Linked DNA regions of Mus musculus: regions 1, 2, 4, 5, 6 and 7 are each linked to region 3. Evidence: chromatin contacts called from public Hi-C and HiChIP or PLAC-seq data. All regions are on one chromosome and are shown on one strand. Each heading gives the region's core, a stretch centred on a gene start, on an enhancer-like site or on the middle of the called end of the contact. The rest is flanking DNA. Distances are from core to core; before and after follow the strand shown. Region 1 holds the start of Lpin1 (lipin 1). Region 2 holds the start of Greb1 (gene regulated by estrogen in breast cancer protein). Region 3 holds the start of Trib2 (tribbles pseudokinase 2). Region 4 holds the start of Ntsr2 (neurotensin receptor 2). Region 5 has its middle 100 kb from the start of Lpin1. Region 6 has its middle 160 kb from the start of Lpin1. Region 7 overlaps Lpin1 (lipin 1).

Region 1 (4,199 bases), core at 143-2,642, 770 kb before region 3:
TGGAGGTGGGGCAGGGTGCCTTCATTCTGGGGTCCAGAACCCCAGGACTTTGTGGGCAGCGGAGACAACCCTTGTGGCTACTTGTGTTGCCCCAAGTGCAGCTGGAGCGCTTCCACCTCTGTCTTTATGCTCAGAGTCACCCTGCCTGTGCTGATCTCCTGAGCACTGGGGTGGAGGCAGCCCAGCCTGGCTCAGTTCCCTTGCAGGTCTTCGGTGGCCTGGTCTTGGACTGGGGTCCTAGCTTGCTTGGTGGGCAGAATCCCTTGAGAGGGATCTCCAGTGCCTCGGAAACCCAGTGTGGGGGTGGGGGTGGGGACCTGTAATTCCAGAAACCGGAAAGCAGAGGGATTGGAAGTTCGTGGTCACCTTTAGATTCGTAGATTTTAGGACCAGTTTGGGGTACACAAGCCACTCCTCCCTGGACCTCCCCACGAACTAGTTTTTCTCAAGGTGGGACGCACCCGTCATCATTCTGACCTCCCTCTCCTGGGTTGCTTGTGGCTGGCATCCATTTCTGACTCATATTTCTGCATATAGTTTCCGGTGACAGGTACATTATACTTGGGCTCTCTCTGTTGGTCTACGAGACCCCAGGTATATGTTCTCCAGCAGTCTTCCTCAAGGTCTTTGCTCTTCTGTCCCCCAGAAAGCACTGACTCTTCGGAGGGTTGTTGTATATATAATTTGATATTTATTACCTGGATGTAGCTCAGTTAGCGGATGTGAAGCTCTGGGGTCCATTCCCGGCTCGCATAAAGTAGGCATGGTGGGGGTAGGATTGCCTGTAACCTCAACACTTGGGAGGTAAGATAGGCAGATCCGAAGTGCAGGGTCATCCAGGAACCCATAGAAAGCTTGAGGCAAGCCCGGGATATAGGAGTCCTTGTCTCCTAGTAGTCTCGTGACACTTAAGAGTGACTTGGTCTGACTTGAGCCATTCCACCCCCAGACCTGGCATTGTCTGTTATTATTTATTCCTTCCTGGCTCTGCTGACTGGTGGTGAATGTTAGCCAGGAGGGAGGCAGGATGTGGGAGTGCTAAGATTAGGAATTGATCCCTAGCTTGTGACAGGCACATCAGGGGAAGAACTAATTGTAAACTGACATAAGGTCAAAACAGGGTCAGGCTGTGGAATTAGAAGACTTTGGCTGCCTACTCCCTGGAACGCCAAGGCAGACAGTCCAGTCTGGGGAGGGATGGGATGGGAAGGGGGAGGCGGGGATATGAGAGGGAGGTGGGAGGTGGGGTGGGGTGGGGGGGGGGTCTGTGGGCTCTGAAAGCATCCCAGCAGCACGCTCCTCCAGAGTCCCCTGGCGTCGCCCCGGAGACTCCGCCTCCTTTCAGGCCCCGCCCCTTGCCGTGCTTTAGCTGACAGCCGCTCCGGCCCGCTGTTTGCATACAAAGGCAGCCACACGCGTGCGCGCCTGCTCGTGAATCCTCTTGGTGAGTAGCAATGGGGACCCGGGGCCCAGCTTGCGCCCCAAAGCCCATTACTGAGACGTGGGGCCCCGCAGGGAGGCGATGTGGGCCGTGTTGTGACACAGGCCTTCCCGTGGGGTGTCGAAGCTTGCAGGGACCCCGTGGCGGTCCGAGACCCGGATGAGACGTATCCCAAAGGGTTTAGGATTCAGGCTTTGCAGCCAAGGAAACTGAGTCTAGGCTGGTAGGTTGACCTTCGTGCCCAAGGGCACGCCTCCGCTGGGTGGCAGCGAACTGGGAACCGGGATTCTTAGATAATCAAGCTCGCAGCAGGCCTCTCTGCAGCTTTGCAGTCTGGTGGGCACTGGGCCTGTGGCTCCCTTAGTAGCTGCAGGCACTTTTATCTGGGAAAGGCCGGGGGGAATATGGGAGGGAAAGCAATGCTTTGGAAGTCATATTAAGTATTAATATTAAGTCATATTAAGGGGACAGAGTCAAGGTGGCTGGCTGATAATTTGTGTGGCCAGTAGTTGCTCCAGACGCCCACCCTCCTTGGCAGGAGGCAAGAAGGAAAGCAATGGTCTGGGCTGGGCTGGGGCGTGTGGGAAAAAGCTTCCAACTGGGTAGTGAAGTTGTGGGGAAGACTGTAACGGTTCTAGGAGGAGAGGATAGCGGCCCATGGGGATTCACACATATACTATCTATCCTTTGTTCCATAAAATACGTTTTATGAATGAAAGCAGTTAAGGACTAATATCTGCACCACTAAGGGGACTTTCTAGTGTTCCCAGAAAGGCTGAAAGATCCCACTGTGTTGATTCCCTGTGTTGACAAAGCTTCCTGTTTGCCGACAGCGCGCTTCTGCTGTCACGGGTTTTGTGTGTGGGTGTGTGTTTTGGCCCTTATTCCTGCTTGTGTAGGGCCTGGTGGTTGGATTGGGAAGCCTGGGGCTGAGCTTGGTTTTGTCTTGGTGGCTGTCCCACCTCACGTGATTTCTACCCTTTTTAGGTGGCAGTCAGCAATGTTCTTATGATGCTTGTCACTTTATTGAAAGGGACAACATGCCCAGTCTTGTTGCCTGGGTGATAAGTTGGGGTTCAGATGAAGGAGATAGGATCCTTGGTTGCTGTTCTGTGTGGGGTGCTGTCTGCTGGGGAGGCTGGGGTGGGTCTTTGCTTATCTATTGCTCTCAGTGCTTCAGGCTAAAGAGAGGGAAAGGTCAGGAGATGGCAAGACAACTGACTACTGATAGCTGGAAATCCATGGGCCAGAGACATCACTTGGGAGCCTCCCTATCTAGAGTGAGGGAAAGGCCACCCTTTGTTTACTAGACTGATGAACCGAGAGGCTCCAGGTTGTTACAACTTCGGATTGTTACACCCTGATGGGGCAGCCCAGGGTACCACTGAGGTCCCTTTATAGGGCTAGGCTGGTCCTGGCTACCCAAGGCTAGCCCCTGGTCCATAACTTGGCACACCCTTTCCCCACCTTAGATTGTGAATCCATTTTTTTGTGTGTCTTTTCTCTCTTAGGTTCAGGGTCTGTAAGGGACCAATAAAGGTATAAATTGATTTGAAAAGCACGCGGGTGGGAATGCTTAGGGGCACAGGTATCTTGTTTCAGAATAGCTAGGTATGGGGTTGGTGTTCTTGGTTTCTGGAGCCTTTTGAAAATCAAACAGAAGGGAGTGGTGCAGGCTGGTGGGTGAATTGGCTGCACTTGGACGTCTTTGTACGTGAACTTGGAGCTGTCCTCTTGACCTGACTGTCTTGCCCAGACTAGTCTGGAACTCAAGGTCATCCTGCCTCAGCCTTCTTGGTGCTAGAATCACGGGTGTGTGCCACCATACTCTGCCTGCCTCAAACTATGTTTATTGTGAAACATGAATATATCCTTGCAATATCTCAGTATTTATCTGATTCAGTAGTGTCTGTCCCCTGCTCTGCATGTGTGTGTGTGTGTGTGTGTGTGTGTGTGTGTGTGTGTGTGTGTGTGTGTGTGTAGGTACAGCCTTCATACTTTAAACACACATGAAGTACTCTGCTACAGGAGACTTAGTACGGTATTTTTTGGAGCTGCTTGTTACCGTTGGGTCAGTACCCAGGCTTTCCCTGGGATGTAGACTGAGGAAAGACCATTCGTAGGCTCCTTCCCAGTACCTCTGGGTGGTGGGTGCTGTTTGAATCACCCACCCTACAGGCTCAGAATGGAGCCACAATTCTCTTGGAAACGCAGGGGATATGTGACCATTGCTAACGACCGAGGCAGGATTGCAGGGAAGTACAGCAATGTACAAAGGTCCCAGGGGCAGAGTCTTCTAGACCAAGCTGTGTATCTGGACAGAGGGCCCTCACAAGTGTGTGAAAAGACACTGGGGCTTCCAAGGAGAGCAAAGATCCTGAGCTCTGCAAGGGAGCTAATAGTTAAGAGCTGGTAAGGTTCTAAGTCCTAACCCAAGGCAATGTCACAGAGTACAGGGGCCACACTGGGTCTTCTATGTGTCTCTCTCCTGCTGGCCAGGCCCTGGGTGCTTCTTGGCAGGGACCTGAGGACACTCATTACCTGGGATTATGATACCCACTTGTTGCCAGAGCTCAGTTCTGACAAGTCTTATGTCACTTAGAAGACCTTCCAGCCCCAGAGCAGGGATCAGATCCTAGTTGTCCCTGCTACTGGGGCTTCCTTTCTTTTAAAATGAAGGCTAATGAGAACCTTGTTAAAAGCAGTATTCAGAAATCAGTGTGTGTGTGTGATTATGCACGTCGCAGCTTGTGTGTGT
Region 2 (3,851 bases), core at 475-2,974, 980 kb before region 3:
GTAACTATCCATGCAACAGTTACTCTGTAACTGGAGAATGTTGACTTCAGACTAGTTCATACTCTTCTATCAACAGAACAGAAACTGACAAGGAATATTAGTCAGCAGTTCTCATGAAGGAACTGGCTCTGCCTGTAAGATCAAGGGAATCTTGCAAACATTTTCATGAGCAAAACAGAACACAGGGTCCAGGTTACAAAATAGAACAGTGTGATCCCACAGGGAGAGCTGCAATGCTGATAAGCACCGTCTACCTTCCAGCAGTAAGTACATACATACCTACCTTCTGGTACAGTATAGATTGAGAGGAAAGAGCTGCAGCCTACATGGCTGGCTGAGGACTCCAACTGTATGGGGTTTTTGTTGTTTGTTTTGTTTTCTTGAGCTGTTGTTTTACTTAGCACAGGCTAGCCTCAAATTTGATGTAGCCAACAGTGACTTCTGATCCTCCAGGTCTCATTTCCTGGAGAGCTGACTTTACAGGCATGGGCCACCAAGCTTGACTTATATTTATGTATGGCTGGGGAACTCACCCCATCCTAGGCAATCAGTCTATCGACAGGACTACTTCTTGAATAATTTCATTACACAAACATCTGCAGTCAGTTAGGCTTGGCTAGGTCTTAGGCACGGGGCTCATCATGTTAACTGTTCCTAGTCTCGACTGTGCTTGGAATAGTTCCTAATTAGAATAGGAAGTTGATGCCCCTGCCATTAGGAAAGTGGGGATAGGAGAGCATTCCTCAACCTGCCCATTTTGTGGGAGATTGATGCTTATTCTCCTATTGTCTCCTGCTCCTAGTCAGACAGGCTCCCTGTTTTTCTAGGACCTTTGGCTGTGAGGCTGGCTCAAGCGCTCTGCTGTTGTTGTTGTTGTTATTATTATTCGATGTGTGTTGCAGTTTGGGGAACAGAGGACAGCTTGCAGCAGTTGCTTCTTACCTTTCCTCAAGTGAGTAACTAGGATCCAACACAGGGGTTCAGTTTTTGGCTGCAAGCTCCTGTACCCACTTAGCATCTCGCTAGCATGGCTGGGGTTCTTGAATGGCAGGAGGGTACAAGGTGCTCGGGATGTCTCTGGCAAGTTCTAAACACACAGGGATTTCCAGAAGAGGGAGGAGCAGGAGGAGGAGGAGGAGGAGGAGGAGGAGGAAGAAGGAGGAGGAGGAGGAGGAGGAGGAGGAGGAAGCTTTGATGACCATGGGTTCCTTCTGTGGTCTGGCTCCCTCAATTTCCCCCACTTTCTCTGCTGGCTGCTCGCAGCCACCTCTGTGTTACAGGGGCCAGAAAGGTTTGCACCGGCAAGTGCAGGTTTGCTCCTTCCCTCCAGTGCTCATCCTTCTGACCCACTCTCGCATCAGGGAAAGTTCTGGCTCCACCCGCTAGTATTAGGGGTTCCAGGCTCTTCCTCTGCTGATGTTAGGCAACTTCCTTATTGTAGGGCGTTCATCAATCTCCACTGTTGGGGGCCTAAGTCCCCTACCTCTGTCGGCTTGAACTGCAGGGGTATTGTCCTGCGGTCCACAGACACGCCCTGCGCCGGGTGGAGACATCTGGGAGGGGGGGGGGGTCTTGCTCACTGGTTCGTCCTCCCAACCCCACCTCCTCTTCGGGCATTTGTGGCCAAGCAACAAATGACCTCTGTCCCCGGAGGCTTCCGACTTCCGCGCGGACCCCTCCCAAACCGGGAACCCCGTGAGAACCCAGCGAGGCGGTGGGTGCCTGCAGCGGGGACGGGACGGGGCAAGCCAATCTCCTGTGCCTACACCTGGACGGAGCCGGAGCCGGAGCAGCAGTCCCAGCTCAGGTCTCCCCTTGCCGCCCCCCCCCCCCGCCCCCCAATCACGGTGGCCCGCAAGACCCGGACGGGCGGACTCTCAGGCTCCGCGGCTCCGGGCTTTGCGCAGCGCCGGCTCCGGTAGCGCGGGCTCCGAGGACGCCGGATGAGGACAAAGGGCGCGAGGTGAGGGTGGCCGCAGGGCTGGGGGTCTTGCGCCAAGGGGTGTGGGAGGTGTCCATGTCAGTGTGTGCGCGTGTGTGTGAGTGAGTGAGAGAGCCATCTAGAGCCACAGCCAGAACGAGCCAGAGCGCTCCTGGCACATGGTGAAGGCTTCGGCTGCGTAGGTAAGAACTTTAGGAAAAAGACAGCACTGCTCCAGGTTGTGTACACCGCGGCTCCGTTTTGGGGAGGCTGTTTGCCGCCCGCTGCCCCCCGGGGGTGGTGGCAGCCGCGTCTTCTGCAGCACGTGGGACAAGGGAGAAATGGGACTTCTTCCCAGAGTGGCCAGCCTGTGAAAGGCTGGTGGCTGTGGTGATCATTGGTTGAGTTTGGTTATTGGATCTCCGTTGGGAGCCACAAACAAAGGCTACTGGCTGAAGTCCAAGAAAGTGTGTGTGTGTGTGTGTGTGTGTGTGTGTGTGCGCGCGCACACACACACACACACACACACACACACACACACACGCGTCCGCCAGCCCACCAGTGATCAGGGTTAGGGTTGTGGAGGAAGGCCAGGAGACACTCCATGCAGAGAGACACTGGGCCATTTGCTGTCAAACCTCATTTAATCCTTGGTCCTGAGGAGCAACCAAAAGAAATTACCTATTTTATAGACTGAAGTTTTTCTTGAATCAACTTTTATTATAGAGTCAAGTGTTGCCCCAGGGCTTGAAATGCTGTTTTATTAGCCCTTTAAAACCATGAATGTGTAAATTTAACCAAATAAACACCCATTTAGTCCCATCAAGGACAATCTTTTGCCTTTAACAATGGGCGTCACACAAGATGATTCTGAACTTAGTCTCAAAAAGACGTGTGCAGGTCTGAGTTTGCATTGCTTGGTGGGCTGATGTTGCTGGGAGTTTTAATTTAGAGTCCATCTCGGTTTTCTTAGTTTCTTTACGCCCCCCCCCAACCTCCCACGCTGAACTTTGGCTCATTTAAAGTTTACAGTAGGATCTGTGACTTTTGGTTATCCCGCAACATTTGCTTCGGGATATCCGTTCTTCCTCATTCTGATAAGAGTATTCTTCACGGAGTTAGAAGTCATTTTGGTTTGAAATTGGCATTCCACCTTGGCCCTTCTTGTTATTGAAGGTGACTAAAGCGGTTTGTGGCTTAAAATGTTTTAAACATGGGGACAGCAGTTGTAGTCTTAGACTGGTAGACAATTTGAAATTATCCTTTGTGTGGCTTTGTAGCTGTACTCTTGTTTAATAATTTTAATCAGATGTTGTAATCTTCAAGCTCAGCTAAGCTTTCTGTGCTTAATACAGCATTGATTGCCCCTTGGCTCAGGAAACCACTCACTGAGCCTCCGCGACCTTGCGTCCTACTGTTTCACTTGAAGTTAGAAGTTTCCTTTTACTGTATCCACTCTGGGGCTTCAGTTTACTTACAGATTCTCAGCAGAGAACTTCCAAGCAGAGCCAATAACAGGTCAGAAAACCCAGAGGGGAAGAAAGGAGAGTGTGACAAAGGTGAGACCAAGCCCCCTGTCCCCTGCCCAGATGTGATAATCTGAACCACCTGGACCAGGGGTTGACAGCAAGGCTACTTATTGATGCCCCCTGCTTGCTTTGAGAAGCCTCACATTCTCCCAGCTTTGTGCAGCAGATGTGGCAAGAGTGCTTTTACAGCTTTTGTGGGCTCAATGGGGTTGGGAATATGCAAGCTCTTCCAGAGGGTCTGTGGACAACTTATAATTCTGCCATAAAGACTGCAGGCAGTTAATCCTGTCACTTGTACATTGATTAATGGGTAACTTTGGCTTTGGGCACAGTTTCTAGACACAGTGCAAATTGTAGTGCTTTAAAGCTAATTATATCGAAACTATGGTAGAAGTAATACA
Region 3 (4,136 bases), core at 839-3,338:
ACACACACACACACACACACACACAGAGAGAGAGAGAGAGAGAGAGAGAGAGAGAGAGAGAGGAGCAATGTAGTCATTGCAATATGACAGCCCAAGGAAACACGTATTTTTCCAGGACTCCAGGAAGTTACTGTCCTTCGATACACTTTCTCTTGTGGCGACCCCCAAACATCAAATTATTTTGCTGCTACTTCATGACAGTAATTTTGCTTTTGTTATGCATAGAATGTAAATATCTGATATGTGACCCCTGTGAAAAGGTTGTTCACCGCAAAGGGGTCACAACTCACAGGCTGAGAAACACTATCATAATTCTTCATATATTTCCTAGAACTGCAACTGCAGTTCTAGGGGTCACATGAGGTACGCAGGGCTGTCATTTAACAGACGAAAACTAGAGATCCTGGGAAGAAAAAGAAGCAAAAACAAAAACCAAACCAAACCAAAAAAGCCCATGCGAATTCAGTTTCCTTCTGAATCTGAAAACTGATGCTGAACACAAGTTTCTCAAACTTCTACAAGAAAGTTTGGTGACAGTCACCCAACAGAGGCCCCAGGGAACCTTTCTCAATGGATCCTCTGTAGAGATTGTTTGTCTAGGACCTGTTCTTGAACTGGGCAGAGACTGCATGGCACACTACTCTGTAGTCATGGTGACTTCCTCAAGCTGTGGTCCCCTTAAGGGACAGTTTAGGGATCAGAGTCTGAGTTTAAGGCAGATGAGTGGGGAGAAGGATGGGAGATCTATGAGAAGACATGGGGCATTTTAGTTTCTTCTCAAGATCTGTCCTCTAGGGTGGCTAGCTGAACAAGCAAGGTCCATTCACTACTCTGAAACAACCCTCAGGGAACTCCTGATCATTAGAGCCACTATTGTCCCGGTTAAGTATAATTATAACTAGTTCTCTATTTCTGTTCAAAAGTGGTAGTGCAGAATATTGTTACAGAGTGACCTCCCTCATAGAAAGAGGTGCCTTATGCGGGTAAAAACTCAAGAGTAAGCCCAGCAGTCTTGCCCCAGACCTTGGTTGCTTCTTTCTCTTTCTGTTTTCCCCTGCTACATTGCTACTCTTACCAGGATGCATTAGGTAAAGTCAAGAGGCTTAAGCTGTGGTCTGAACTTTCCCCAGGTCTGTTCAAGCCAATGGTCCAGAACCTTCCCAGGAAGTTAAGAATAAGCAAGGGTCAAAGTGCAGCCTTCCGTTGAACCCGGTATTGAATGTGTTCTTGGCCTAAATACTGAGATGCCGGGGCTGGAGAAGCCTGACTCCTTGGCTAGGAGCCAACATCCTTTGCTGGAAGTGTGGGTGCAAAGGTGTGTGTTCCTGAGCTCTCCCCAAAGACCTTGTCCTGAAGTCAAAAGACTCTGAAAGGATCCCCAATCCTATAACTGGTAAGTGGGGGAGGGGTGGTGACACTAACTACAAGCTCACAATGGACTTCTGTTGAAATGATAAGCAACCGGAGAGAAAGAATAAAACTAATTCTAGAGACTGTGGGCTGCAAGAATCCTTCATTTTTTTTAAAACCCGCGGGGAACTGCTTGTTCAGGTTAACATAGCAGCAGAGGGGTGCCCGGTACCCAGAAGATGCGAGGCTTTCTGCGGAAAATCCCGGGGAAGAGGATCTAAGTCTCAAAGTTGACCTGAGCCTGCCGGTGTTGCGTGGCGACGGTGGCAGATACACAGTCCAGCATCCCTGTCGCTGCAGCGCGAACAGCAGGCCAGGGGAGCCCAGAGCCCTTGGACTGCGGAAGGATATAAAGCACTGTTTACCTCGCGCCTGGCCGAGCCATCCGGGGGCGAGGCTGGCGCCCCCAGTGGGGGCACTGCAGGAGTGGCGGCAGCAGCCCTGGCCGCCGGCGGGCGCAGGGGAGCCGCGCGCGCACTGGCAGCGGCGCCGCTGATTGATGGGCTCCGGGCTCAATGACAGGGGCCGGGGCGTGGGTAGGGCGGGGCCGGCGAAGAGGGCGGGGGCTCTGTGGAAATGTGTCGGTGACATTGAATGGGGAGACCGAGCGCGAGCAAGCGAGGCGCGCGCGCACACATACGCGCACACACAGCCGGGCTCGCTCCGAGATCCCCGGCCACGTAAGTAACTATTAATACCGCCTCGCCCGGGGATGCGGGCGTGCTTGAGCGCCGGGATTGGCCTAGGGCGCCGTGGCCATCCCCTTTAATTTTTAAATACACGGTCCTCTCCTACTTCTGGGTGGCAAGAAAAAAAAAATAATAAGAAAAGAAGACAAGCCGTCGATTTTTATTTTTCCTGCAGAGCAAACCCCGCCGTGCAATTTGGTCGCAAGGCATCGGGAGACAAGAGTGGTTTGCAAATTGTTTCAAGGCTCAAGACCCAGTTGTGCAGCGGAAAAGGAACGCCGCGGGTTGACGGAGTCCGGGGAGCATCTGCTGGCAGCTCCTGCAGGACCCCCGGAAAGCTCCTGCTGCTGGTACCCCCCAGGTCACCGCCCGCACTTCTTGCTTCATCGGAGGAGGATCTGGGACGTGAGCAGCGACAGCAAGAGCTAGTGCTGACCGCGCGGGCTCTGCCTTGGGCTTTGTCGCGGTACCTGTGCCTGCCCTACTCCGCGCACTCCCTACTCAGCTTTTGCAATCTTTTGTTGCCACTGCTGACCGCCCCAAGTTAAAAGCGCCTTTGCAATTTTTTTTTTCTGTCTTTTTTTTTTTTTCTTGAGAGAGACAGCTCTGCGATTTTTTGGAAAAGCCTCAGACGCCATCTACAGTTAAGACTTAGGTAACTGCCCTCTCTAGCACCCCCCTTACACGCCCCCCACCCTTTCCACCAAAAAGAGGGGGGTGCAGCGCGGATTCTGGCTGCCGCGCGGCGTGAGCCGGTAGACCCGAGCTTATTTCCTTTTTCTTTTTGTTTGGTTTCTAACGCGTGGAGGGCGAGCCGGCGCCGCGCGCTCCCTGAAGACTGCACAAACTCCACGCAGGGCTTCTCCGCCCGGTCTGCGGATCCTCAGCTGGGGATCGCTCAGAAGCCCGGCGCTGCAGCTCCTCACCCCAGAGGCACGCTCACTCGTCCAGATCCACGCTGCGAACAGAGACCCACTGAGTCCAGCGTGCGGTTCTGCACCGCGCTGGCAGCTTCTGGGTAACAAAAGGACCCGAGTTGTCCGCAGAGCGAGCACCCCCGGGAGCGGGGCTCGCAGCCGGGGACCAGCCCTGCAGCGCCCATCTGGGGGCTAGTTCTTAACTCTTCCTCCACGGAGCCCCAGACGGGTCCCCTCCCTTCTTGATCCTTTTAAGTCGGTAGCACCGAGGCGCCTGCACCGGCGCGGCTCATCCATCTCTCCAGAGGGGTTTTTTGGTTTGTTTGTTTGTTTTGTCGTGTGCGATCCTCACACTCATGAACATACACAGGTCTACCCCTATCACAATAGCGAGATATGGGAGATCGCGGAACAAAACCCAGGATTTCGAAGAGCTGTCGTCTATAAGGTCCGCTGAGCCCAGCCAGAGTTTCAGCCCGAACCTTGGCTCTCCGAGCCCGCCCGAGACTCCGAACTTGTCGCATTGCGTTTCTTGCATCGGGAAATACTTACTGTTGGAGCCTCTGGAGGGAGACCACGTTTTCCGCGCTGTGCATCTGCACAGCGGAGAGGAGCTGGTTTGCAAGGTAACCAGCCCAGCTTTGCTTTTGCGTTTTGTTTTTTTGCTTAAAAAAAATTAAAATTTTTTTTTTAAAAAATTAAAAAAAAATCATCCTGGGTCTTTTGCCAGGGGCCGGGGACGGTGCGGGAGGTCGGAAAGCTCTCAAGTCCAGGGGCGAAAGACTCCCGGGATCATTATGCGTGGCCTCGTTAAGAGGGTTTATTTGTGTGTCTGTCCACGTTCGACTAGTTGCGAAGTTTTCAGACCGTTTCAGACAATGAGGCGGGCTGCAGCGGGGGCGTTTTGGGGAGATCCGGGAAGGGAGGGCGGCGAATCTGAACTGGGGCACGGACACGCGTGCCCCTTAGGAGGCTCGTAGAGCTCGGGTGCACCGGGCTGATTCCCCTTGCCTGGGCATTTCTCTCTCTGAGTCGATTCCCCTCCCCTCGCTGCAAGGACTAGGGAATCCCCGGTTGGTTTTCAAACGCTGCTCCTCTGGTTTCTTTTGTAGCCATTGTT
Region 4 (4,067 bases), core at 1,269-3,768, 840 kb before region 3:
ATCACACCTCAGATGTTGGGAATCAGGCCAAGAGGTTGCAATAAGTGTTAGCTCTGGGAAGTGCCTCTCAATCTACCCAGCAAGGAGAACAACAGTATCCAGAGCCATGTGGCAAAAGGGAGTCCGTGCCAGAGCTGGGTCACTATGAGTTCCCAGTGAAGTGGGGCCACCTGGACATACCCAGGGCAAAGACAGCAGAGGGAGTGGCCTGTGGGAACTTTCTCTCTACTCATTCTTTTAGTGATTTTCCTAGAGGCCAATGGGTAGCGCCTGCAGGTTGGACGTCTTATTCATATGCTTATGGAAAGACTACATGAGGACAGGATGCAGAGAGGGGAAGGGGGAAAGGCTGCATCGGGTCATGGGATAAAGCCCTCAGGTGGCCCAGGTTAGGTGCTTCAGTGGGAAGGAAAACTAGAGATCAGGTCTCTAGAGCATAAGTGGGGAAGGAGAGAAGAGGACACATAGTGAGGATCTGCTGTGCCCTATCGCTGACACCTTCATGAGGTCACATTTAATTATTTTCATGACATCTATGCCTTCTTTTTGACATCCATGCAAATCTGGGCATGTGAATGACACACACCAACAGACAAGCACTCCGTTCTGCCCCAACAGGGACAGAGAACAGAAATAGGGCCTCCTGGGAGCCAGCAAATTGATAATTCTGACTCAGTGTCCCTGTTTTCCTCACCATCCCTGTCCTGAATCCTTTTCTTAACTTGAAGTTTCTTCCAACAGTGTCCCAACTGGAACCCTTCAGTTTCCTTGGACTCCCTCCCTTCCTCCCAGATAATGGCTGAACTCTCTTTCTAGAGATGGACATGATGTTTCAAATGCCAAACTCCTTTTAAAGCAAATCCATTACCAGCAAACTATTGTTAGGCATTTGGTCCCCTTGTCCCCATTCAAGAAGAACTTGAACCAGATAGGGAAAAGGCAGCCCCGTAGGACATGGTTAAACATGGGCACAATTGGCTCTTTCCATGGTTTCTCTTGGGTGAAGAGGGAGGTGGTAAGTGAAGGACGGATGAATAGGTCCTAGACTCCTCCCTTCCTGCCCACCAGACCCAGATGATACACACAGGATGGTGCAGAGAAAAGGAGCTTTATGCCAGGCACCGCAGCCTTGTACTGTGGCAAGAGAATAGGGTGGAGAGAAAGAGGTATCAAGATTAATATGAAAGAAACCAATGGCAGAGAAAGGCTGGGGACCCTCACCAACAGCTACACATAAGAGACAAAACAGTAGAAAAAGCTCATGGATTATAAATGTGGGAGAAGGCAGGTGCTGTGCAAATGGCACATACTCTACTCCTGGCCAGTGCCCTTGAGCTTCTAACAGCTCCCTCCTCTTCTGCTCTGTATCCACTTCAGTTGTGCAAGTGTTTTTCTTCCTGACAAACCCTTCTGTTCTACCACCATATGTGTGCCCCTAGTCTAATCCATTGTTCTGGCACACCCGGACTTGAAAATCTCAAGCAATAGCTGCAAGACTCCAGTCCACACCTGGCCAGGAATTCAATGCAGAAGATATGATGGTCCAGTCATCTATGCAGCCCCTAATCCCACACATGTCCTGATGCACCAGCCAGCATGCCTTTCTGCACTTTCACATGTTTACCCTTCCAGATCCTCTGTGTGCTCACGGGTAGTGAAGGGATGCTGCTTGCACCCTTCCTTGGTCCTTTGAATATCTGGGAAGGACCCTGGAGGAGTTGCTTTAGTTTCTTTCACTACCCCAGTGTGTGTGTGTGTGTGTGTGTGTGTGTGTGTGTGTGTGTGTGTGTGTGTGTGTGTGTTAAAGGCTAACTGTAGGACATAGGTTTCCCCTTCTACTGTACCCCACTCCCCACTCCCTTACCTGGATGAAGACCTGGAGCGTGGCGCGACTTACTAGCACCGTGCACACACGCGAGGCAGGCTCAGGCTCCCCGTCGGCCCTCTCCATTTCGTGCTTCTGTCCCATGATAACCGCCATGGGCAGGGCAAGGCCCAGAGAGGCGACCCAGACTAGTGACAGCAGGCGGCGGGTGCGGCGCGGGGTGAGCAGGCGGCGGGCGCGCAGCGGCTGGCACACGGCCAGGCAGCGCTCTGCGCTCAGGCTGGCCACGCTCAGCACCGTGGCGTAGGCGCACAGCTCACGCACGAAGTAATAGCCACGACAGCCGAGATCGCCGAAGACCCAGGGGTAGTGGGACCACACGAAGTTGTAGAGCTCCATGGGCACGCTGATCAGCAGTAGCAGCAGGGCTGACAGTGCCAGGCTGAGCACGTGGTAGCGCAGGCGCCCGGGGCGACCCGCCCGCGCCTTCAGCACCACGTGCACGGACAGCGCATTGCCGGCTGTGCCAAGCGCGAAGATGAGCGAATAGAGCGCGGTGAACAGCACCTTGGCCCAGAGGCGAGTGTCCACGCCCAGCCGCGCCTCCAGGCTCAGCCCTGCACTGGGGCTGGGCCTCGGGGGCCACAGGCTGCTGGTCTCCATCTCTGTCTCGTGGTGGCCTGATCTCCCTCCCTCTCACTGCCCAGAGCCTGGGCTAGCTGCCCGGGGAGCCAGCACCACCTCCTTTCTGGGAACCTCCAAAACTGGGAGGACACGCCTCTGGAGGGAGTTCCAGAATCAGTCTTCAATCTTTCTGCCATTTGGCTCATCCAGAAAAGCACGTGTTGGTGGAAGAAGGTGGGGGAGGACATCCTTTGAGGTTCACCTGGATGGCATTGCTGGTAAGCCATGTGACCCGTGGGTAGGTTTTTAAAAGCCCTCTGTCCCCACCCCATTGCTTTTCAACTTTAAAATACTACCCATGCTGCAGAATTTCTCTAGGGATCAAATGAGTTAATTGGCAGGCAGATGCTCAAGCTACAGTACAGACAGACAGACACAATTTGAACTTCGCAACATCCCTCACCCCCGTCTGTTTGTTGTCATTTCTATGAGCAATCTGAGAAAGAGACAGCTCAGAGAAGGCTTTGCCAGGCTTCAGCAACTTTGCTCTCATTAACCTGGCTGCCTCTGTGTGATGGTTTGTATGTGCTTGGCCCAGGGAGTGGCACTATTAGAAGGCGTGGCCTTAGCCGGGCATGGTGGCATACACCTTTAATCCCAGTACTTGGGAGGCAGACGAATTTCTGAGTTCGATGCCAGTCTGGTCTACAGAGTGAGTTCCAGGACAGCCAACCCTGTCTCAGAAAAACAAAAAACAAAAAACAAAAAACAAAAAACAAAAAAAGGCATAGCCTTGTTGGAGTAGGTTTGTCACTGTGCGTGTGGGCTATAAGACCCTCATCTTAGCTGCCTGGAGGTTAGTCTTCTCATAGCAGCCTTCAGATGAAGATGTAAAACTCTCAGCTCTGCCTGTACCATGCCTGCCTGGATGCTGCCATGCTCCTGACTTGATAATAATGGACTAAACATCTGAACCTGTAAGCCAGCCCCAATTAAAAGTTGTCTTTATAAGAGTTGCCTTGGTCATGGTGTCTGTTCACAGCAGTACAACCCTAACTATGACACTCTGTCGCAGTAATAACCTCAAGAAGGTGGCCAGTGCACGCACCCTCCTGGTATCACACTGTCCCAGGATGTCACCCTCAGAGCAGAGGGACGAGTGTGTGTTAAATCTGTTAAACTGTGCGTATTTGTGAGCTCATGAAGAAATGAGAACTCTGGAGCTGGAAGACTTTTTGGATACCCATCTTCCTGTTCAGAGGAGGTCTAGTGTCTACTGGGGACAGAATTAGATTGACACCCATACCTCCGGATTCTGTTTTTCCAACCTCACAGGTTGTATGGCCCAGTGACAATCAGTTTCATCTTCTTCCAGATCCATATCCACAATGAAACTGAGATTTATTCTCCTTCTATATGGGAAGGCTTCTGAGGTGGGGAATGGACGGGGAACAACACGCACTCCATGCCTTTATCTCCAAACCAGAGTTGGAGAGATGAGCACGCAGGCAGATACAGAGAAGCACAGCGTTGCGGAGCAGAACCAAAGCCTCTCTTCCCTGAAGATGCTCTTGTCAGGTTTGTCTGAGCATCCCTGAAAGTAGCTAATACAATGCGC
Region 5 (3,596 bases), core at 750-3,249, 670 kb before region 3:
CTACTTGTACAATAGTGTGTGGACATGCTCCTCTCTCCCCTCAAAGGTTATATTCACAACTGGTCCTTCAATTCCACAATCTAAATACTCAATGTGAGACCACTAGGCTGATGGATGTGGGCCTATTTCTCCCTCCATCATTTGGATTTAGTTTGTTTATATTTGATGCTGGTTTTATCTTTTAACTGTATTATTCATTATTATATCCTGTATTCTCTCTCTTCTCCATTGTTAACTGTCCACACTTGGGCTGTGGTTATGTTTGAAATTCATGTAGTATTCCTGGCTATATTTCAAATACATAATATGCTATTTAGGAGGAACAGAGACAAAAGAATGGATATTTTATTTATCCTTCTAATTTAAATTTTTATGTTTTTTGAGACTACATGAGAACATTATTTATATCATTCCATCCTTACTTCTCTCATATAAACAAAGATCACCTGAAACATCAATTACCTGTGACTGTCCCCAGCCCTCCATTCCCTCTCCTTCTATCATTTTTTTCTCTATAAAATAATGGGAGGCATGGACTGTAGGGTCTCAGGCTCACCCATGATCAGCTACTTCCAGTTCTCATTCATAGCTTTCCCTTGAGGCTTCCAACTCAATTCTCTGACTTACTGCTTTGCTAGAAATGAATGTCCCCACCCCTCAGAAAGGAGGCCACTACTGTGTATGCTGTGGGGAGGCACAGCTGTTCTGTAGACTCATCACAATGCTCAGTGGGGAAAAAAAATCAGGTCATCTTGCTCTCTCAAGAATGCTGATCTGGATGCAAAATTCAGATGTCACAGTATCATCTCAGTAGCTTCAAAGAGATGCCAATAAAGCTTAACTCAGGATAAGATTCCTCCAGCCAAAATAGCAGCATCCCAGCAGCATCCACTGACAAGGATCCAGACCATCAGCAGTGGGGGAGTGGGGAGAAGTACACTGGTTGGGACAGTCATGGGGACAGTGGGCACTTGCAGAGGTGACATGGACAAAGGGACATCACAGGAGAGCACACAAGGAAATGGAGTGGAGCCTGGAGAAGCAGGGCAGAGGTGGTGAAAGCTGAAACAGTAGAGGTGAAAGTGGGCTGGTTGACCCTTGCGGGGTAGAGGAGATAGACTTGGGACCTTCAGGTCCAGAGGAATACTGTGGTGAGGGGTCTGATTGAGAAGGTGATGGGCACATTTGGAGATCAGGATTTCAGGTCCAAAGTCACTTTATTGTGGGAGTCTGTTTTTTAATATGGCCGCAGATGACTTAATGCTAGGGACCCATGTGAAGTGAGTCATCAGGCGGTCTCTGTCACTGGGCAGATGTCACAGAGCATACTCACACCAATAGCGACAGAGTAGAACTGCTTGGCTTGGCTTCTTGGTCTCATACCTTGCTGGGAGGCGGCACACAGGGATATTGTGGGACTTAGCAATGGCTGAACAAAGTTTGTTTACTTTTTGTGAAAATGAGCCTTGTTGGGACAGAAATCTGCTTTTAATTATAGCTTATTTGACCGCAGTCCTGTGGAGTAGAACTCTGGGCAGTGGCCGTTGAGCTGTGTCAAGCATTGAGAGTGTTGGGTTCTAGGTCTGTGGGATGCTGACCCCTGACTGACCATTATTTCCTCTCTGCAGCCTCGATTGATTTTCTTGATTGGATGTGCACAGGTTTGGATCACAACCTGAGTGCTCTGCAGCCCTTGTTCTTGTCCACAGTAGGACCCTAGCAAGTTCCACTTTGTCAATCTTTACCTGCCCTGGAAAGTCAGTGGTGGCTGAGAAAAATGTTTTTCTTGTCTTTGCTTCTTTTCTATGCTTAGAACACCCTTCACTCCTTGTCTCCTTGGAGTTTGCTTCTTCCCCCTGAAAGGTGCAACTTCAGAGCTCCTGGAAGGCCTCACCTGAGAGCCTCTATGACCTAGGCACACAGGAGTGTGGGTGTATATCAGCTGGAGAGAGATAACCAGAGGAAGTAGGCGTGGCCAAAGAAGAGGCAGTCAACTGAGACTCAGATGGGGTGGGCTATGAAGGTGTCCTTTGCTTGGGGGACAACTTTCCAAATCTGGGCAACTGTGTCCCTGTGGCTGGGTTGGCCAGGGGCCAGATGTTCCTTATGTCCTTTATTGTGGGGATCTGACTCGAGTCCCAGACTGGCCCTCCACTGAGTTCTGGCCTGGCTACCCACCACCCACATCTTATGTCTCAGATTTCATTTTGGAAATCTCTCCTTGTAAACCTACTGGCTGGATCCTGCCTAAAGTGAGAGCTTTCTTTGAAGTCTCATGTTTTATTTGAAAAGTTATGCAGATTTTTTTGAGTTTGTTTCCATTTTTCCCAAGTATGTGCTAATGTAAAAATATTATTTGAAATGACTTAGCTTTGATGTGGGGCTAAGAGGCAAGGAATGTTTATTCCTGGCTTGCTGCACTCAGCTTGCCCTCAATGGCAATGTTTGTGAGGTAGACTGTCTTGGTTGGCTACTTCCTGGAGTTCTGGCTTATTACTTCAGTTCTTGCTCCACTTTGACCTGGCTGGGGATCCTCTTAGGGAACACCCCTTCTTGCTACTGGACCCAGGTTTCTAGCTTATCTTTTCTTGGTTGCCCATAAGACTTGTTTTTAAAGGTTCCTGGTGCCGGGGCAAGGCCAGATACCCTCTTTGAATCCTGCTCCCTCAGCCCTGACAGCAGTTACATCTTCTTCCTGGATGGGTGTGCACCTCTGTCTTTGAAGAGCCATGAATTTCCTTCACTTTTGAACTTTTGTTGTCTGGCTTAGATATTTCTAAGGGTTCAAGGAAGATCCTCAAAGCAAGTCCCACCCTCCCTCAGCAAGGGGAAAAAAGACATAAGGAAACAGAAGATACCTCCTCTGACCCTGGTTGTTTCTGCTTGTTTAAGGTCCCTAAATTATTTTTATTAATTTTTAAAATTAGGTATTTTCTTCATTTACATTTCAAATGCTATCCCAAAAGTCCCCCATACCCTCTCTTTTATTAATTTTTATGTAATTTCTAAATACTTGAGAAATTGCTTAGCTGTAGAATGTTTGTGTAAGGTACCAGGGCCTGAGCTAGGTCTCTAGAACTACAGAAGACAGTCTTCTGTGAGTTATAATAGGGAGTAAATGTCCATGAAGCACCTATCCAGTTAACAAGTCACAGTGTGAAGCTATCCTTGGGACAGTGAATCTGCTGATGGAGTTCAGGAGAAGCTGGGGATGGGGTGGCATCGTATTACATCTTCCCCTGCTTCTTTGCTTTCCTTTCCCACTCTAACACTACACACACACACACACACACACACACACACACACACACACACACACACACACACACACACACAAAGAGAGAGAGATACATACAGAGACACACACAAACATATACATAGATACACACACAGACACAAATATAGACACATATACACACAGACATACAGACACATACACACAGACACACCCTTTCACACACACAGACACATACTCACATACTCACAGACACACAGATATATATACACACACAGACATACACAGACACACAGATACACACACACACACATACACACACACACACACACACACACACAGAGAGAGAGAGAGAGAGAGA
Region 6 (4,171 bases), core at 380-2,879, 620 kb before region 3:
CATCATGGAAAGGGAGGTGGTTGCCTGTAGAAGACCTAGAAACCATTCCAGCCACCATTCCAGTAGGGAGGGGGAAGGTCACAAGAGGCACTGTTCTTAGCTGAGGTTTGACTGGCAGTTGATGGATACTGGGGACAGGAGAGTTGATTTCTTCAGTGGCTTGTTCCCAGGGAGATTGACTATGTTCCAGTGAATGGCCTCACACCAAAGCCTCAGAAACAGAGCAGGTTGGGTTAAGGACGTGGTCTAAGGGGGAAGAATTGGAAATGAAGAGCTGCAGCAATGCCATTAGGCACAGGAGAAAGCACAAGGAAGGGAGAGAGCTTGGGACAGCAGCTGGTCCAGGGACAGAGGAAGAAGTACAGAAAGTTGAGTTATGGAGCAAGGGGGAGTCCATATCTTTACATTGGATACTTCTGCAAGGAGCGGCTGGAGAGATGGCTTACTGGCTAAAGGCACTTGTAGTTCTTGCCAAGGACCTGGTTCAGTTCCCAGCACCACCATGGTGGCTCAGAACCATTTGTAACTCCAGTTCCTGGGGATCTGATCTGATGAGGACACCAGGCACACATGGGGTGCACTGTCTTAGTTAGGGTTTTATTGCTGTGAACAGACACTATGACCAAGGCAGCTCTTAGAAGAACAACATTTAATTGGGGCTGGCTTACAGGTTCAGAGGTTCAGTCCATTATCATCAAAGCAGGAACATAGCAATAGCCAGGCAGGCATGGTGCAGGTGGAACTGAGAATTCTATATCTTCATCTACTAGCAGAGTACTGACTTCCAGGCAGCTAGGGTAAGGATCTTAAACCCATGCCCATAATGACACACCTACCCCAACAAGGCCATGCCTCCTAATAGTGCCACTTCCTGGGCCAAGCATATACAAACCATCACATGCACATAAATGTATGAAGATTAAACACACATAAAATAAATAAATGAAGATGTAGAGTGGAAACAGAGTTCTCAGAGTTCCCCTTAGGGTGGACTCTGTTCTCTCCATACTCTACTCCACATTGGCAGCAATGGGTGGAGACAAGATGGCCTTGAGGTAGAAAGCCATCTGCCACTGTGCCCTGACTCTCTTGGCAGCAACTTCAGCACCTCAGTTCTTCCTCTCTTCCTCCATTCTGCCTCATGAGCCCACCTGGCTGAGAGCCCATCTGACAAATATTCAAACACTGCAGCCTCTTGGGTACCATCCAAGCATAGCTCCAGGTGGCCTGGACAGTTTGACGGTTGGCTTTGGTGTGGCAGTTTAAAGGACAATAACAAAATTGGAAGCAAGGTTTATCAGGCACAGCAAATAAAAATGCTTGTGCCCAAATGTATCTGTAATTTGAATTTCAGGTAAAGAATGCATGCATTGTTAGTACATGCATGCACTGGATAATTCACATGGGACATACTTATTGTTGTTTACTGGAATTCAGAATTGACTGTGTACCCTGTATTTTACCAGGCATATGCCTAGATTCCCCTGGCCAGGTTTGGTTGGACATAGAGACCTTTGCTAAAGAGCTTTAATAAAGATGCTGCAGACTCCAGCCAGGCATGGAGCTCTCCCAACATCAGGACTTTGATGCTTTCTTTCATTCATAAAACTTGCCAAGAGGCCACAGTGATGGGGAGGACAGCTGGACCTCATTCATCACACTGCTGCTAATGAGGCTGGCACCCAGTGCATTGTGGTTCCAGCACATTAATGATCATTATAGACCTAATGAAGATTGGTGACGCTGCCAGTGGGAGGAGGCTCTCAACCCATTGTTCTGTCATGTAGATGGGAAGGGTGCCCTCCAGAACAGCTTATGGGGAAGGGGCTTGAGGAATGGAAGGGCTGAGAGGGGTAATTGGAAGGGGAAGAGAGAAGGCAGAAGCTGCTAAAGCTGAGGGTGGAGGTTAAAGAGTGGATAAAAGAGGCTACATGGTGGACCCAAGGGCTTTAACGAGAGAGAGAGAGAGAGAGAGAGAGAGAGAGAGAGAGAGAGAGAGAGAGCGAGCTCACACTTTGCAGGGCAAGAGCCTGAGGCTAGTTTCACCCCACAACCATATTCACAGTCCAGTTATGGGCATGCTTGTGCTCTCCTACCCCCCAAAGGCTCTGAGGGAGAATCCACTCCTGTTGTCTTCTAGCTGCTGGTGGCCCCGAATCTTCCATAGCTTGAGTCCCCTTGGCTCCAGCATCTCCTGCTGTATTTTCTTTGTTTCCTGCTTTTATATCTCAAAGCCTTCTCAGTTTCTGGGCTCTGGGGAGGTGCCTAGGTGGTAAAGTGCTTGATCTACAAGCTTGGGACCTAGCTTGGCTATTCACTACACATTTGGAAATGTGGGTATAGTCATGTGTGCTTGAAATCCCAGCACTGAAGAATCAGAGGATCCTGGGAACTTGATAACCAGACAGTCTTACCAAATTGGTAAGGCCCAGATTTGGTGAGACACCTGGTCTCATGAAATAAGTTGGAGTGTGACTAAGGAAGATATCTGTATCTTAGCTACTTGATCACTAGAGAGTGACCAGAGGAAGCCATAAGTGGGACCTCTGACTTTCATACACAATATACACTCATGTATGCACACCAGCAGGCACATTTAGTGTCGAGCATTCAGTGTCCAGCATGACAACCAAAACCCATCTCCTTGCTTTTGGAGTCTTAAACTGAAATCCCTCTTTTGTCATATAAAGTAATACGTTGTTACATATAGCATTTATTCATGGATCCGAGGGTATTTATTTTGGAGACTTTATTTAGTCAGGTTTCAGGTGTGAGAAAGTACTGAGTAGGCACAGCAGGGAAAGAGCATTCTAGGACTCACACTTTCATTCTCATGACTCCATTTTCTGAAGGCAAGGGCAGAGCAGTTACACCTCTATGTTGAGAGCATGTGCTTTATTTGACTTTGGCTTGTACTGGTCACACCTTTTGCCAGACTGTCTCACCTCTTAGAGATGGAAGTGTTGGAATGCATGGGCTCTCAGGGCAATTTGTACCCACAGACTGGACGGTCAAGTCCAATCTTATTTTTCATGACAGAAAATGAAGTTCCTAGAAATGGAGTCCTAGGTCTTTCCAGAAGAATCAAGACAGGGATCCCAGCCTTGCCTGTGGCCATTGGTCAACTGCTGCCCGGTACAGCTTTCTCAGAGCTGAAGGTGATGTAGAATACAGCTTTGCTAAACCCCAGTGGAATTCCCCTATGTATCTTCAGTGACAAGAGCTCTTGATCATAGGTAGGCATCAAAAGGTATTGGACTCAAGGCAACAGATCTTGTTTTTCTGGGCAGGAGACTAAATTGTGGAATAAAGGTGGAGCTTAACTGAGGTCTTGGGCAGAGACCATGACACCATGGAACAGGCTAGGTTTCTGAGGCAGGCAAGTTCATGCTCTGATATAGCCCATCATTGGGTCCATCATAGTTGCTTTATTTCACTGGTCTCAGTTTCCCCAACTCTAAAACAAGATGGCCATTCTGACCCTACAAAGATGCTGTGAAGTTCAAGTGATTTAAGGTCCCTACACACCAAACACTATAACAGGTACCCAATGGTAATATAACCACCTCTCTCACCCTCTGCTGACCCTTTAGCTTCCTTAGGACATGGGCATCCTGATTTCAACGTTCCCTGACCCACCTGTTTCTAAGCAGATGAAGGTGTGCAATTTTATGGGAATGCAAAGTTCTTCCCATGTGCCTTCCCAAGAAACTCACCATTTCAGTGCATGTAGGCACCATATATTCCCTTGAAGGGCCATTTAATAACATCCATCAGGCAAGTATATTAACAGGAAGATGTATTGTTTGGCTCAGCAGTGCTTGAATATGTTACAAGGAAGGAGTGAGAACGATTCTCTTCCTTCTCTGCCATCACCTTTCTGTTAGATTTTCTCACTCCAGGTGTTCCAAACCCAGAGTGAAAACTTCCTCTCTTCCATCTGACATTTTCAAATGTGTTGCTACATCCCCAGTGGAGCGATGCCACCAGTGATGGCGCCACTCTCAGCTCCCACCCAAAGAAGTCGCTCCTGAGATCTATTTGTATTATAATGAATGTACTGACTTAATAGCTTCAAGGACTTCATAGGCACACCTGCAGCTAAAGAGCGCAGTGTGGATCTCTAGTTTGAATTTTCCTTTCCATAAAAATAATTCTGGCAGCTTGGGAT
Region 7 (3,934 bases), core at 167-2,666, 730 kb before region 3:
AGAAGTGTGAGCCTCAGCACTGTCTTCTGTCATTTTGGTCAAGAGTTCTGTCTGTGTCTGCAGTGGTGTCTAAAGGCCAGCGTGGCTCAGAGCAGGGCTTAGGGGCAGGGGTGGTGTCAGGTCGCCTCTCCGGTCTTTGACTGTCAGGACTCTTCTCTGCATCCCTGTCTGTGACACAGGGTGAGGCACCCTGATGTCTCTCTTTCCCGTCAGCCTCATGGAATGTTCCCAGTGAGCCTGTGACAAGAATGAATGCACAGGCGCACCAGGCGAGACCGTAGTCACCTAAGGACACACGGCAATCCTAAACTGGGCATTTTAAACTATTTTAAGGTGTACTGCGCGGGCCACATGCTGGGTGTCTTCCAAACTTAACTGCTGTTTCAGGCCAGGCCTAGAGCTGGAGGAGATGGCCCTGGGGCCCAGTGAGCTGTTAGGAAGTATGGACAGGGACACAGAGGACACGGTGCCACTGCTGGTCTCATCACCACTTCTGTCCTTTCTGTTTCTGGCTATGGAGGAACTCGGGGACATGGGGGCGGGCTGAGGGTGGAGGGACAGCAGGACACTTGTGGAGCACAGCTCTGGGAGTTGATGCGTGCTGTGGTGGGCTTTCTTGCTGTCTGGACTGAACTGTGGACAAGTTCTTTCCTGTTGTATATACGCAGCCCCACTCTGCCCCGTTCTGGATTCCATTATCAAACTGAAGAAGTTAGAAATTGGCTTGTGCGTGATGGAACGGAGACTGTGGAATGTGTGGAAGCTCTCCTGAGGGATGTGAATCTCTTCATCTGTGTGGTGGCACCCTTGACTTCCACTCCTGTCAGAGTCATGTGGATGCCTTTAAAGAAGCTGGCATTGGAATGTCTTTCTAATTGACAGACTTGACTGACAGAACCGTCCCCAAAGTTCCATAATTGAGCAAACAGCTTGTCACCATACAAATAATTAAAATGCCATTTGAAAAATGTGTGCTGTGACAAGCACTAACTTAAACGTTGTTCACAGTTCCTCATCCGAACACAGATTTTTCAAATGACTTGGGGCCCTTTTGTTGCCGTTTGCAGCCACCGTAAAGCAAGTGACATTTAATGAGCCACTTCAAGAGGGATGTGGAAGGCTCTGCCTAGGAACAGCCTGTTCCACTCAGAGTGGTTAGGGCTGGAAGGTGGCAGCCTCCAACCGCTGTCCACGTGCCCATCAGAGAGCTGCCAGCAGCCAACTGCACAACTCCCGCTTTGGTGTTGGAGTCAGTGTTTCCCTCCCTGTATTCCGTCAACATGGCACGCCACATGAATTTAGTGGGCCGTTCTTTTCCTGAGCGGCAGATGGAAATCACAGCTATTCCAACTTGCACACTCATCTCCCCCTCTCCGAGGAGGCACACATCAATCTGTTGTTGCTAGGATCTGCAGTTACATTCAGATCTCGCTTCACTCTACTCTGGCTAGAGCACCAAAGCTTTCCTCTTCAGAGAGGGCCCTTCAGGCTCCTCCCGCTTGACGAGGACCCCTTTGTCTGGAGTGTGTCATGTGGCTGAGGGCCGTGTCTGCCCTGGGTGCTCTGTACGATATTGGAACGGGAAGGGACTTTGGCTGAGCAGGCTGTTTTAGGGGAGAGCTGACGGAGGTACAGAGAAAAGTCCCCTGGTATCTGGCATTGGGCTCAGATGGCTGTTACTGCTGCATCCTGAGGTGTGGAGGGTGGGACTGAGTGTGTTCTGGACTTTAGGATGAGGTTAACAGGCTGAAAGGCAGGAATAGTTATAATTAATTCATCTTAAGTAGCGCAGCACATGTTTCCTTGGCCTGGTAACCTTGGGTGTTCAGATCGCAGCTGCTGCCTGTACTCCAACTCGAGCCGAGCTCAGGTCTGTCTCAGATCAACCGGAAGGAATTGCAGCCTATACATGGCCTGTCTCCTTTGGCATCATCCTGACAAGCTTTGGGATTGTTGAGAGTACTTCTTCTCCAGTCCTGATGGCTGTGCAGTGATTGACTTGTTAGGCAAAAGCCCACGGAGAGCAGGCTATTATCTGGTTTTTGTTTTTGTGTTTTTTGTTTTTGTTTTTTTTTTTTCTTCAATATTTGGCTCCATCCAGAGCCAAGCCTCCACACAGATGTGGGGTCCTGTGTGAGTGTTCCCCTTAGTGACTACTTGGTACTGGACAACATGGGGCTATTTGAATCACTTCCTGATGACCACGTGGTGAGGAGTCTTGTATGGGATGCTATCAGGTGACTGTAAGGCAGGCCAGGGAACAGGGCAGGGATGAGCTGAGAGACGTTGGAAGGAGCACTTCCTGAGGTAAAGAAAGAAGGAGCTCTGTGTGCCTGTTGTTTTGTATAAAGGGATGAGAGAGTTGCTGTGCTTGTTGATGTATTTATTTTTTGTCAACTTGACCCAATCCTAAGCATCTCTTAGAAGAGGGAGTCTTAATTGAAAAAAAAAAAAGACCTCCTTGAGATTGGCCTATAGGCAAATCTGTAAGATGTGCAATGATTGAGGTAGGAGATGCCCATTTTACCACGGGCAGTGCCATTTATTTCTCGGCAAGTGGTCCTAGGTTGTAGTACAAGAAAGCAGGCTGAACCAACCATGAGGAGCAAGCCAGCAAGCAGCACTCCTTTGTGGTCTCTGCTTCAGCTCCTGCCTCCAGTTCCTGCCCTGCCCTCCATCAGTGATGGAGTTTGTGACTGGGCAGTGAGAAGCTGAAATAAACCCTTTCCTCCCTGTGTTGTTTTTGGTCATGGTGTTTTCTCACAGCAGTAGAAGCCCCAGCCAGGACCATCAGGGACAGGCCTGCTTTGGGGATACTTGGGTTTTTCCATTCTGTCCAAGGCTATCAAGCACTTCGCATGGGGATAAGACTTAGGAGGCAGAGCAGACACTATTAGCTTGGAGATGAAGCCATAAAATTGAGCTCAGGGACCAACTAATTTACTGACCTGCTTTCTATGGTGCACTTAAAGACAGCAGCCTGAGTTTTTCCCTGCCTTCCTGCCCCAGCCTGGAGGAAGGAGACAGTAGAGGAGCAGGGCATTGGTCTGTGGATGCTGTGCTGTCACAGCTCTTGTCTCACAGTGACTTCATAGGAGTCTTGGGGGGAGGGGTGAGCTGGTAACTCTTATTAAGCCCTAGTTGTTTGGAGCTGGATATGAGGGAATTGATGGTGTTTGGATTGGAGACATTTGGACTTTTAGGGCTTGGCCCTCAGCCTTCTGTGGAAAGAGAAAAGAAGGCAGGAGAGTGTGTATGCGTTTGTGATTTTCTGGGCCAGAATGGATGCAGTTCTGCTCATCAGGAGTGGAATCACACTAGTTAACAGTGAGTGATGAGGGTTCGTAAACTGGGGAGAGGCGGCCCCCTCCCCCTCAACAATGAAGCCATGTATGAATGGGGATTGAAGGAGAGTTCATTGATAAATCTAAAGCCATATGGCAAATGACCACCCAAGAGACCCAATTGCCTAAGTCATTGATTCGGGCCTAATGCATTTTTAATGGTTACCCAGATGCCTTTCCTAATTGTATCACCATGTGTTCCAGGATAAAGCATGAGTCATCCTCCAGTGATGAAGAGCACGCAGCCGCCAAGCCATCAGGTTCGAGCCACCTCTCTCTCTTGTCCAACGTCAGCTACAAAAAGACCCTGCGGCTCACGTCGGAGCAGCTGGTAGGTCTCAGCTGGGGCTCTGCTCCTCGGGTCATGGCCAGAGACAGTTTACAGCTTTGTTGCAGGTCTGGGGGCTCCTTCTACTTTCTGCGCCCACTTAGCCCTTCCTAGACCTTTGAGATGCCAGCATGGCCGCTGGTGGCCTCACACCTCAGTGGTACCCTGTGTTTCCAGCGTTCAGATGGACTCTCCGCGTGGCTTTGCGTTCTGACTTGCTCTTTTTCTGACCTAGAAGGAGGAGACAGCTTTGACTGATCCC

Evidence for each region. A called contact is a pair of places that touch in the nucleus more often than the background predicts. HiChIP or PLAC-seq counts read pairs in DNA pulled down with a chosen protein or histone mark.
Region 1: a contact with region 3 is called in a Hi-C map of B cells, with 24 read pairs. The contact joins the promoter of Lpin1 here to the promoter of Trib2 in region 3. A contact is called at or near these places in 8 of 39 promoter capture datasets (the C10 cell line, cranial neural crest, embryonic stem cells and 4 more), 2 of 15 datasets of contacts at CTCF or cohesin (the NIH/3T3 cell line and large pre-B cells), 14 of 484 Hi-C or Micro-C datasets (B cells, CD4 T cells, CD8 T cells and 9 more), 19 of 115 datasets of contacts at active chromatin or transcription factors (astrocytes, craniofacial prominence, double positive thymocytes and 15 more) and 3 of 9 other capture datasets (embryonic stem cells, liver and macrophages).
Region 2: an H3K4me3 HiChIP or PLAC-seq map of embryonic forebrain shows a contact between it and region 3, with 6 times the contacts expected there. The contact joins the promoter of Greb1 here to the promoter of Trib2 in region 3. A contact is called at or near these places in 4 of 39 promoter capture datasets (the C10 cell line, hippocampal neurons, liver and 1 more), 5 of 484 Hi-C or Micro-C datasets (embryonic stem cells, hematopoietic stem and progenitor cells, nephron progenitors and 2 more) and 6 of 115 datasets of contacts at active chromatin or transcription factors (astrocytes, double positive thymocytes, embryonic forebrain and 3 more).
Region 4: a contact with region 3 is called in an H3K27ac HiChIP or PLAC-seq map of stem cell-derived neural progenitor cells, with 7 times the contacts expected there. The contact joins the promoter of Ntsr2 here to the promoter of Trib2 in region 3. A contact is called at or near these places in 11 of 39 promoter capture datasets (the 3T3-L1 cell line, 3T3-L1-derived adipocytes, the C10 cell line and 7 more), 7 of 484 Hi-C or Micro-C datasets (the N1E-115 cell line, brown adipocytes, embryonic stem cells and 3 more), 15 of 115 datasets of contacts at active chromatin or transcription factors (T-cell acute lymphoblastic leukemia, astrocytes, cardiomyocytes and 11 more) and 1 of 9 other capture datasets (embryonic stem cells).
Region 5: an H3K4me3 HiChIP or PLAC-seq map of embryonic limb bud shows a contact between it and region 3, with 10 times the contacts expected there. The contact joins the enhancer-like site here to the promoter of Trib2 in region 3. A contact is called at or near these places in 13 of 39 promoter capture datasets (the 3T3-L1 cell line, 3T3-L1-derived adipocytes, HPC-7-derived erythroid cells and 9 more), 2 of 15 datasets of contacts at CTCF or cohesin (the NIH/3T3 cell line and large pre-B cells), 1 of 484 Hi-C or Micro-C datasets (nephron progenitors), 23 of 115 datasets of contacts at active chromatin or transcription factors (craniofacial prominence, differentiating embryonic stem cells, embryonic basal ganglia and 14 more) and 1 of 9 other capture datasets (embryonic stem cells).
Region 6: an H3K4me3 HiChIP or PLAC-seq map of neural progenitor cells shows a contact between it and region 3, with 31 read pairs. The contact joins the enhancer-like site here to the promoter of Trib2 in region 3. A contact is called at or near these places in 6 of 39 promoter capture datasets (the 3T3-L1 cell line, embryonic stem cells, liver and 2 more), 2 of 15 datasets of contacts at CTCF or cohesin (the NIH/3T3 cell line and large pre-B cells), 5 of 484 Hi-C or Micro-C datasets (adipose-derived mesenchymal stem cells, cerebral cortex, large pre-B cells and 2 more), 22 of 115 datasets of contacts at active chromatin or transcription factors (VIP interneurons, astrocytes, cardiomyocytes and 15 more) and 1 of 9 other capture datasets (embryonic stem cells).
Region 7: an H3K4me3 HiChIP or PLAC-seq map of forebrain shows a contact between it and region 3, with 10 times the contacts expected there. The contact joins the enhancer-like site here to the promoter of Trib2 in region 3. A contact is called at or near these places in 18 of 39 promoter capture datasets (the 3T3-L1 cell line, 3T3-L1-derived adipocytes, the C10 cell line and 11 more), 1 of 15 datasets of contacts at CTCF or cohesin (large pre-B cells), 4 of 484 Hi-C or Micro-C datasets (CD4 T cells, bone marrow-derived macrophages, cerebral cortex and 1 more), 26 of 115 datasets of contacts at active chromatin or transcription factors (CD4 single positive thymocytes, T-cell acute lymphoblastic leukemia, bone marrow-derived macrophages and 19 more) and 1 of 9 other capture datasets (liver).

The regions. Positions count from the first base shown.
Region 1 is chr12:16,586,963-16,591,161 of GRCm38.p6, reverse strand. It overlaps Lpin1 (lipin 1), which reads left to right and starts at 1,392. Exons shown (of 21, transcript NM_015763.4): 1 at 1,392-1,444.
Region 2 is chr12:16,798,759-16,802,609 of GRCm38.p6, reverse strand. Greb1 (gene regulated by estrogen in breast cancer protein) reads left to right here and starts at 1,724. Exons shown (of 35, transcript NM_015764.4): 1 at 1,724-1,963.
Region 3 is chr12:15,814,737-15,818,872 of GRCm38.p6, reverse strand. Trib2 (tribbles pseudokinase 2) reads left to right here and starts at 2,088. Exons shown (of 3, transcript NM_144551.5): 1 at 2,088-3,642. The coding sequence starts at 3,373. Gm5432 (a long non-coding RNA gene) reads right to left here and starts at 1,936. Exons shown (of 3, transcript XR_001780551.2): 1 at 1,776-1,936.
Region 4 is chr12:16,651,921-16,655,987 of GRCm38.p6, reverse strand. It overlaps Ntsr2 (neurotensin receptor 2), which reads right to left and starts at 2,518. Exons shown (of 4, transcript NM_008747.2): 1 at 1,865-2,518. The coding sequence starts at 2,488. It also overlaps a transcript of Lpin1 not described here.
Region 5 is chr12:16,486,199-16,489,794 of GRCm38.p6, reverse strand. No RefSeq gene overlaps it. Among named protein-coding and RNA genes, the nearest start is that of Lpin1, 100 kb to the left of the region's middle. Within about 2 kb of position 1,999, at least 2 of the 459 cell types and tissues checked have an H3K27ac peak or open chromatin away from gene starts, as enhancers often do.
Region 6 is chr12:16,431,914-16,436,084 of GRCm38.p6, reverse strand. No RefSeq gene overlaps it. Among named protein-coding and RNA genes, the nearest start is that of Lpin1, 160 kb to the left of the region's middle. Within about 2 kb of position 1,629, at least 13 of the 459 cell types and tissues checked have an H3K27ac peak or open chromatin away from gene starts, as enhancers often do. A contact at or near this core is called in VIP interneurons and neural progenitor cells, where this site is marked.
Region 7 is chr12:16,548,618-16,552,551 of GRCm38.p6, reverse strand. Lpin1 (lipin 1) reads left to right here. Exons shown (of 21, transcript NM_015763.4): 15 at 3,549-3,675. Among named protein-coding and RNA genes, the nearest start is that of Lpin1, 39 kb to the left of the region's middle. Within about 2 kb of position 1,416, at least 30 of the 459 cell types and tissues checked have an H3K27ac peak or open chromatin away from gene starts, as enhancers often do. A contact at or near this core is called in cerebral cortex, forebrain and hippocampal neurons, where this site is marked.